2 separate regions of the Oryctolagus cuniculus genome follow, and region 2 is linked to region 1. A link is a contact called in public Hi-C data. All regions are on one chromosome and are shown on one strand. Each heading gives the region's core, a stretch centred on a gene start, on an enhancer-like site or on the middle of the called end of the contact. The rest is flanking DNA. Distances are from core to core; before and after follow the strand shown.

What was found. Hi-C and Micro-C count contacts between places; a contact is called where the count stands out from the background.
Region 2: a contact with region 1 is called in a Hi-C map of liver, with 8 times the contacts expected there. The contact joins two enhancer-like sites. A contact is called at or near these places in 3 of 6 Hi-C or Micro-C datasets (ear pinna, liver and an unstated tissue).

What each region holds. Positions count from the first base shown.
Region 1 is chr7:78,679,660-78,682,359 of mOryCun1.1, forward strand. All of the region lies in intron 5 of LOC138850605 (a long non-coding RNA gene), which reads left to right. Among named protein-coding and RNA genes, the nearest start is that of TGFBR3, 31 kb to the right of the region's middle. Within about 2 kb of position 1,257, at least 1 of the 8 cell types and tissues checked has an H3K27ac peak or open chromatin away from gene starts, as enhancers often do. A contact at or near this core is called in ear pinna, where this site is marked.
Region 2 is chr7:79,076,118-79,078,817 of mOryCun1.1, forward strand. All of the region lies in intron 1 of LOC138850606 (a long non-coding RNA gene), which reads left to right. Among named protein-coding and RNA genes, the nearest start is that of CDC7, 44 kb to the right of the region's middle. Within about 2 kb of position 1,359, at least 2 of the 8 cell types and tissues checked have an H3K27ac peak or open chromatin away from gene starts, as enhancers often do. A contact at or near this core is called in ear pinna, where this site is marked.

The sequences.
Region 1 (2,700 bases), core at 7-2,506:
AGGAAAGAATTTGATCATGCAAGCACAGACGTGCCATTAAATAATTTAGGGGTCTGGCACTGTGGTGCATGTTAAACCTCTGCCTGTGATACATCCCAATGGGCACTTGTTTGAGTCCCAGCTGCTTCACTTCCAGTCTAGCTTCCTGTTAATTGCCTGGGAAAGCAATGGGAGATGGCCCAAGTGCTTGGGCCCCTGCACCCATGTAGGAGACCTGGAAGAAGCTCCTGGTTCCTGACTTTGGCCTGGCCCCTGCCATTGCTATTATGGCTATTTGGGGAGTGAACCCACAATGGAAGATCTTTCTCCATGTCTCTTCCTTCTCTTTGTAACTCTGCCTTTCAAATAAATAAATAAATCATTAAAAAATAAATTGATAAGTAATCTACAGCAGAATAATATGTCTTAATTATATTGACTAAATAAATTGCCTAGTCTGCCTCACATCTTTATTTGGATGTCGTTGCTAAAGGACAATGTTGCTACATTTACATTCTGCTTAGTTAAATAGGAGTGATATATGTAAGATACTGAAGTTCTCAGGATAGAACTTAGTCAATATTTTGAAGGTATTACAGAAAAAGTTAAATTCCATAAGGTGATTATTCTTAGCTACTGTCCTCAATCATATCTACAAAGTCCATTTTCGTTCAACAGGGTTTTAGAGATGCACTGGCATGTGTTCAACTCACTATAGAGACAAAAGCCCCCATCATTGTACTATTTCATCTCTAGGATTGCAAATCGATGACATATTAATTAATTGGCTAATGTTTGGACTTGATGCCTTCCAGATGAGATGCTTATGCAATATCCTGGTGATTTACGAAGACATCCTAGTGTTGTCAGTGATTAAGGTTTCAAATTTTGGGTGTGTCACTCTTGGAAAGCTATCTTCAGATGGCTCCTCTAATTTGTTTTTGTGTTTCCATTGGAATGGGCGACTTTTTTTTTCTTTTTTCTAACTTCTTTCTCACATTCTCTGACTATGCCCTATTCGGAGTGTAATCCTATGTGCTAGTTTCTGGGGTATCTTACTATATATACTTATTTATAAACATAAATACATATGAACTTCTATATTCTTTCCATGTGGATTTCTTTTGGGTTTTAGAAAAGGTGTTTTATGGAGCTTATGTAAGTATTTTCCTTTTTGCCCTCCCTGAGCCTGAGCGCAAGCTTGCCCTCCCTCGCTCCTGAGTTTGGAACAAGGCCAAAATGAAAGCCGAGATCTCACCTGCAGAGTGAGTGAGTCTCAGCAGGAACCTTCTAATCTGAGAAGCATCGGTATTCTACTCACACAATGCCTAACGCTGGCGAGTGAACCAGGAGTTTACAAGTCTTTTTCAGCAATGGACTCGACAAAATAGATAGTTTTCCTTTCTGAATTTTTTTTTCATTTTCAAAACAGCATGTTTTTCTTTAAAAATACGATTGTTTCAGTTAGAAAAAACAGTCTCAGCCAACAATAGTAATTTGCTAATGCAAATAATTCTAATGTTGTCCTCTTCTTTTAAGTATCAGGGAAATTGATTGCAGAAATTGTTCTTATTTTGAAACTGGCAAAATTTTATGAAGAACTCGGGCTATTATATATTAATTGCCTGATTTGCTTTCTTAATGTAGAGAAGATGTATCCTTTGTTACTTTCTCATGTGACTGTGCAGGACTGTTATTTACTAGTGGTCTGATTTGCGTTTTCAATATGGAAAGGTCATTTTCTCTTTCTCCATGTAACTATGCACATACTCTACTGCTTAGGATGCAAAACGCAGAAGGAAGAGGACAGCTCAGCTGACTTTCTGGCAGATGTTCACCACATGTGGAGTTAGCTAGCAAGGAGCAGAAGCCTGGGTCAAGAATGGCCCACTCCTATTCCTTTCTGAAACATTTTTCATGTGGTTTCATGAAATCGATGTGTATTTTAATAGCCTTCTTGAAGACCAAGCTGAAGTCTTTGTTTTCAGGCAACTCAACTCAAGCTGTCTGTGGGCAGCTATTGTTTCTACCTGCTCACTCTACCATGCTTTTGTCAGACAAAAAAATCCTGATTTGCTTTTGGAAAATCACTCCTCCTCCAGCCATGTGGTCTTATTGATAGGACCTCAGTGCCACACTAGTAAGGCTCTTCCTTTTATTATAACAGGTTTTAAATTTATTTTATTTAATTGAAAGACACACACACACACACACACACACATACACAGATCTCTCATCTACTGGTTCACTACCTGAGAGCTCTCAACAGTCAGGGCTAGAACATGCTGAAACCAGGAGCCAGTAACTCAGTCTAGTTCTCCAACATGGCTGACAGGGACCTGAATACTTGAGCCATCGCCTGCTGCTTCCCAGAATGCATTAGCAGGAAGCTGGTTTTGAAGCAAAGAAGCCAGGACTTAACTGCACTTTGATCTAGGACGTGGCCATCCCAAGTGAGCTCCTAACCACCGTGCCCTAAGTCTTGTTTCTCTAGGGCTTACAGATATTAGGAAGAAGAGGAGGTTTGCTTTGTTTTCTCTTGTTTTTGTTCCTTAAGCTGAAAGGACCACATACGCCTGAAGCTGCCCTTGATCCTAACGTGGGCACCCATGGAAGAAGCTATCTGGCACATGCTGTCAACATACAGAGGGAAGCAAACTTCTGGCAACAGTTAGCTCCTCTGAAGTGAGGGCAACCCTTCACATTCGCAGTGATTGGAGC
Region 2 (2,700 bases), core at 109-2,608, 400 kb after region 1:
TGCATTCCTAAATCCAAAAGAAATGAAGACATAATATCACATAAAAACTTACATGCAACTGTTTGTAGCCCCATTATTGTTAATAGCCCAAACTAGAAATAATCCAAATGCCCATAAACTCATGTTTAGTTAAGCAAAATATAACTTATTCATACAATGGACTACCATCCAGCCATAAAAAGGAGCCAGTTACTGATAACATGGATAGCATTCATGGATACATGAATACATAGGATAACATTAAAAGACATGCTAACTTGAAAAAGTTGGACACAAAATATTTTTCATATGATTTCATTAACAACTTTTTTTTTTTTTAGAAAAAGCAAAAGTATGAGACAGAAGGCAGATACTGGAGTGGGGGCGGCAATGGGGATTGACTGTGTAAGGGCAGAAGGAAAGCTTTTGGGGGATTAGAATTTTCTTTTTAAAGATTTATTTATTTATTTGCAAGGCAGAGTGACACACAGAGGAAGAGACAAAGAGAAAGAGATCTTCCATCCACTGGTTCATTCCCCAAATGGCCTCAACAGCTGGGACTGTGCCAGGATGAAGCCAGGAGCCAGGAACTTTGTTCAGGTCTCCCATATGTGTGCAGGGGCCCATGAACTTATGCCATCTTCTGTTTTCCCAGCCACATGAGCATGTACAGTTTGAATTTTTAAGTAAATGTATACAGTTGTACAATCATCACAATTATCATAATCAAATTTTAAAAATACTTCCAGGGGCCAGGGTTGTGGCACAATAGGTTAAGCCACTGCTTGGGACACCTGTGTCCCATATTGGAGGACCTGTGATTGATTCCTGCCTCTGCATCTGCTTTGAATTCAGCTTCTTGCCAGTGTGCCCGGGGGGCAGCAGATGATGGCTCAAGAACTCAGTCTTTGCCACCCACATAGAAGACCTGGATGGAGTTCCTGGCCCCTAGCTTTGACCTGGCCCAGTCCTGGTCCTTGCAAGTATTTGGGGAGTTAACCAGTAGATGGAAGAGCTTTCTATTTCTTTCTCTTTCTCATTCTGCCTTTCAAATTGTTTTTAAAATATTCAGTTTTGCCCTCTGTGTAATGGGGCTAATAGTAAATCTCAATGTAGTTCTGAGCACTGCAGGTGATATTTATAAAGTGCTTAGCCCAAAGTCTGCTAACATAATTGGTGCCTGCTGAGGGAAAATTCTGAACCAATTGCTTCTACAGAAATGTCAGGACTTGGTTGTAGCTGTGGAATTGTGGGCTGTCTGGGTGTATTGTAGCAGAATCACAAGGCTCTCGAATGATCTGATGCAGCAGCTTTATTAATGGAAAAGGCTGGGGCCATGGGCCAAAAGCCTTGGTTTCCAGTTCTGGTTCTGCCACAATCCTATGACTATGTGACTGTAACTTCTCCTGGTACCTAAGATATGCCCTGCCTCCCAAAAGGGGTCGTTGGGAAGCTTCAGCAGTCGGAGCTCAGTACCAACATTCAAAGCATCTTGTGCAAAACAATGATGACACTCAGCACAGGGCGGGGGCTGGGGCCCAGTGTGGGAGGGAGAAAACCTGGCCAAGGTCACTGAGCTTGTGGGCTGGCATAGGTGAAACGGGAGCCTAGCAGGAGGCCATGGAAATTTTCATAAACCCAAACAGGCATTTAGAGCTGAACTGGAAAGTTGTGGACACAGGATGTTGCTGCAAATGGTGCTGGGCAGGGCTGCTACCTGAGGTTTTGGCAGGCTCACCCTCTGCCAGTTGATTGCAGAAGGATGTTGGGTCATCAGGAAATGGGGATTTGAACCAATCCCACAGGAAGGTGTGAACAACAACAGAAGCAACAGACAAAAACAGCCAGGCCAGCTCTCATTGGTGGTAGCAGGAGGCAGGGAGAGGAGCGTTGGATTGGAAGGCACGTGAATTCTCACTTTCTTCCACTTTAGAAACTTCCAGGGAGGAGCCCAGCTGGCAGTCCAAGATGGCATTGTGATAGATCCTGCCACCTGCCTCCACCTCCTCCGTTAAGGCCCCCTGGGGGAGGAGAGGCCAGGTCACAGCTTGAGACTCACCCCATTAAGGAAGCTGGCAGAGCTTCACCTCACAGTTTGGAGTGGATACTTTTTATTTTTTTTTCCTTTGGATGCCCAATAGACATCCTGACTTTTTTTAAGTAAAACTACTTGGCTTATCTCAGGGGAGGGAGGACATGCTTTCCCCCATAGTACGTGCAGTCCTGGTGGGGCCATCAATACAGGCATGCTGCCCTCCTCTGGCCAATGAAACTGTCCTGGACTCGAGTGACGGGTGAAAACAGGGAAAGCCTGCTGAAGACCTGGCTCCAGGGCCCTCGCTCAGTCTTCACGTCCACCATTTGAATCCCAGCTCTGCCCCAGTGTCTTAGCTGTTTTCCTGTTCTGTGAACCCCCGATAGCATTCCATTAAATTCTGTTTTGCAGGGCCTGTGTTGTGGTATAGCAGATAAAGTCACTGCCTGTGATGCCAGCATCCCCTAGGGGCACCGGTTCTAGTCCTTGGTGCTCTGCTTCCGATCCAGCTCCCTGCTAATGTGCTTGGCAAAGCAGCAGAGAATGGCCCAAGTCCTTGGACCCTTGCACTCACAAGGGAGACCTGGATGAAGCTCCTTGCTCCTGGCTGCAGTGTAGCCTAGCCTTGGCCTTCTCTCTGTAACTCTGCCTGTCAAATAAATAATTTTTAACAATTCTGTATTTTG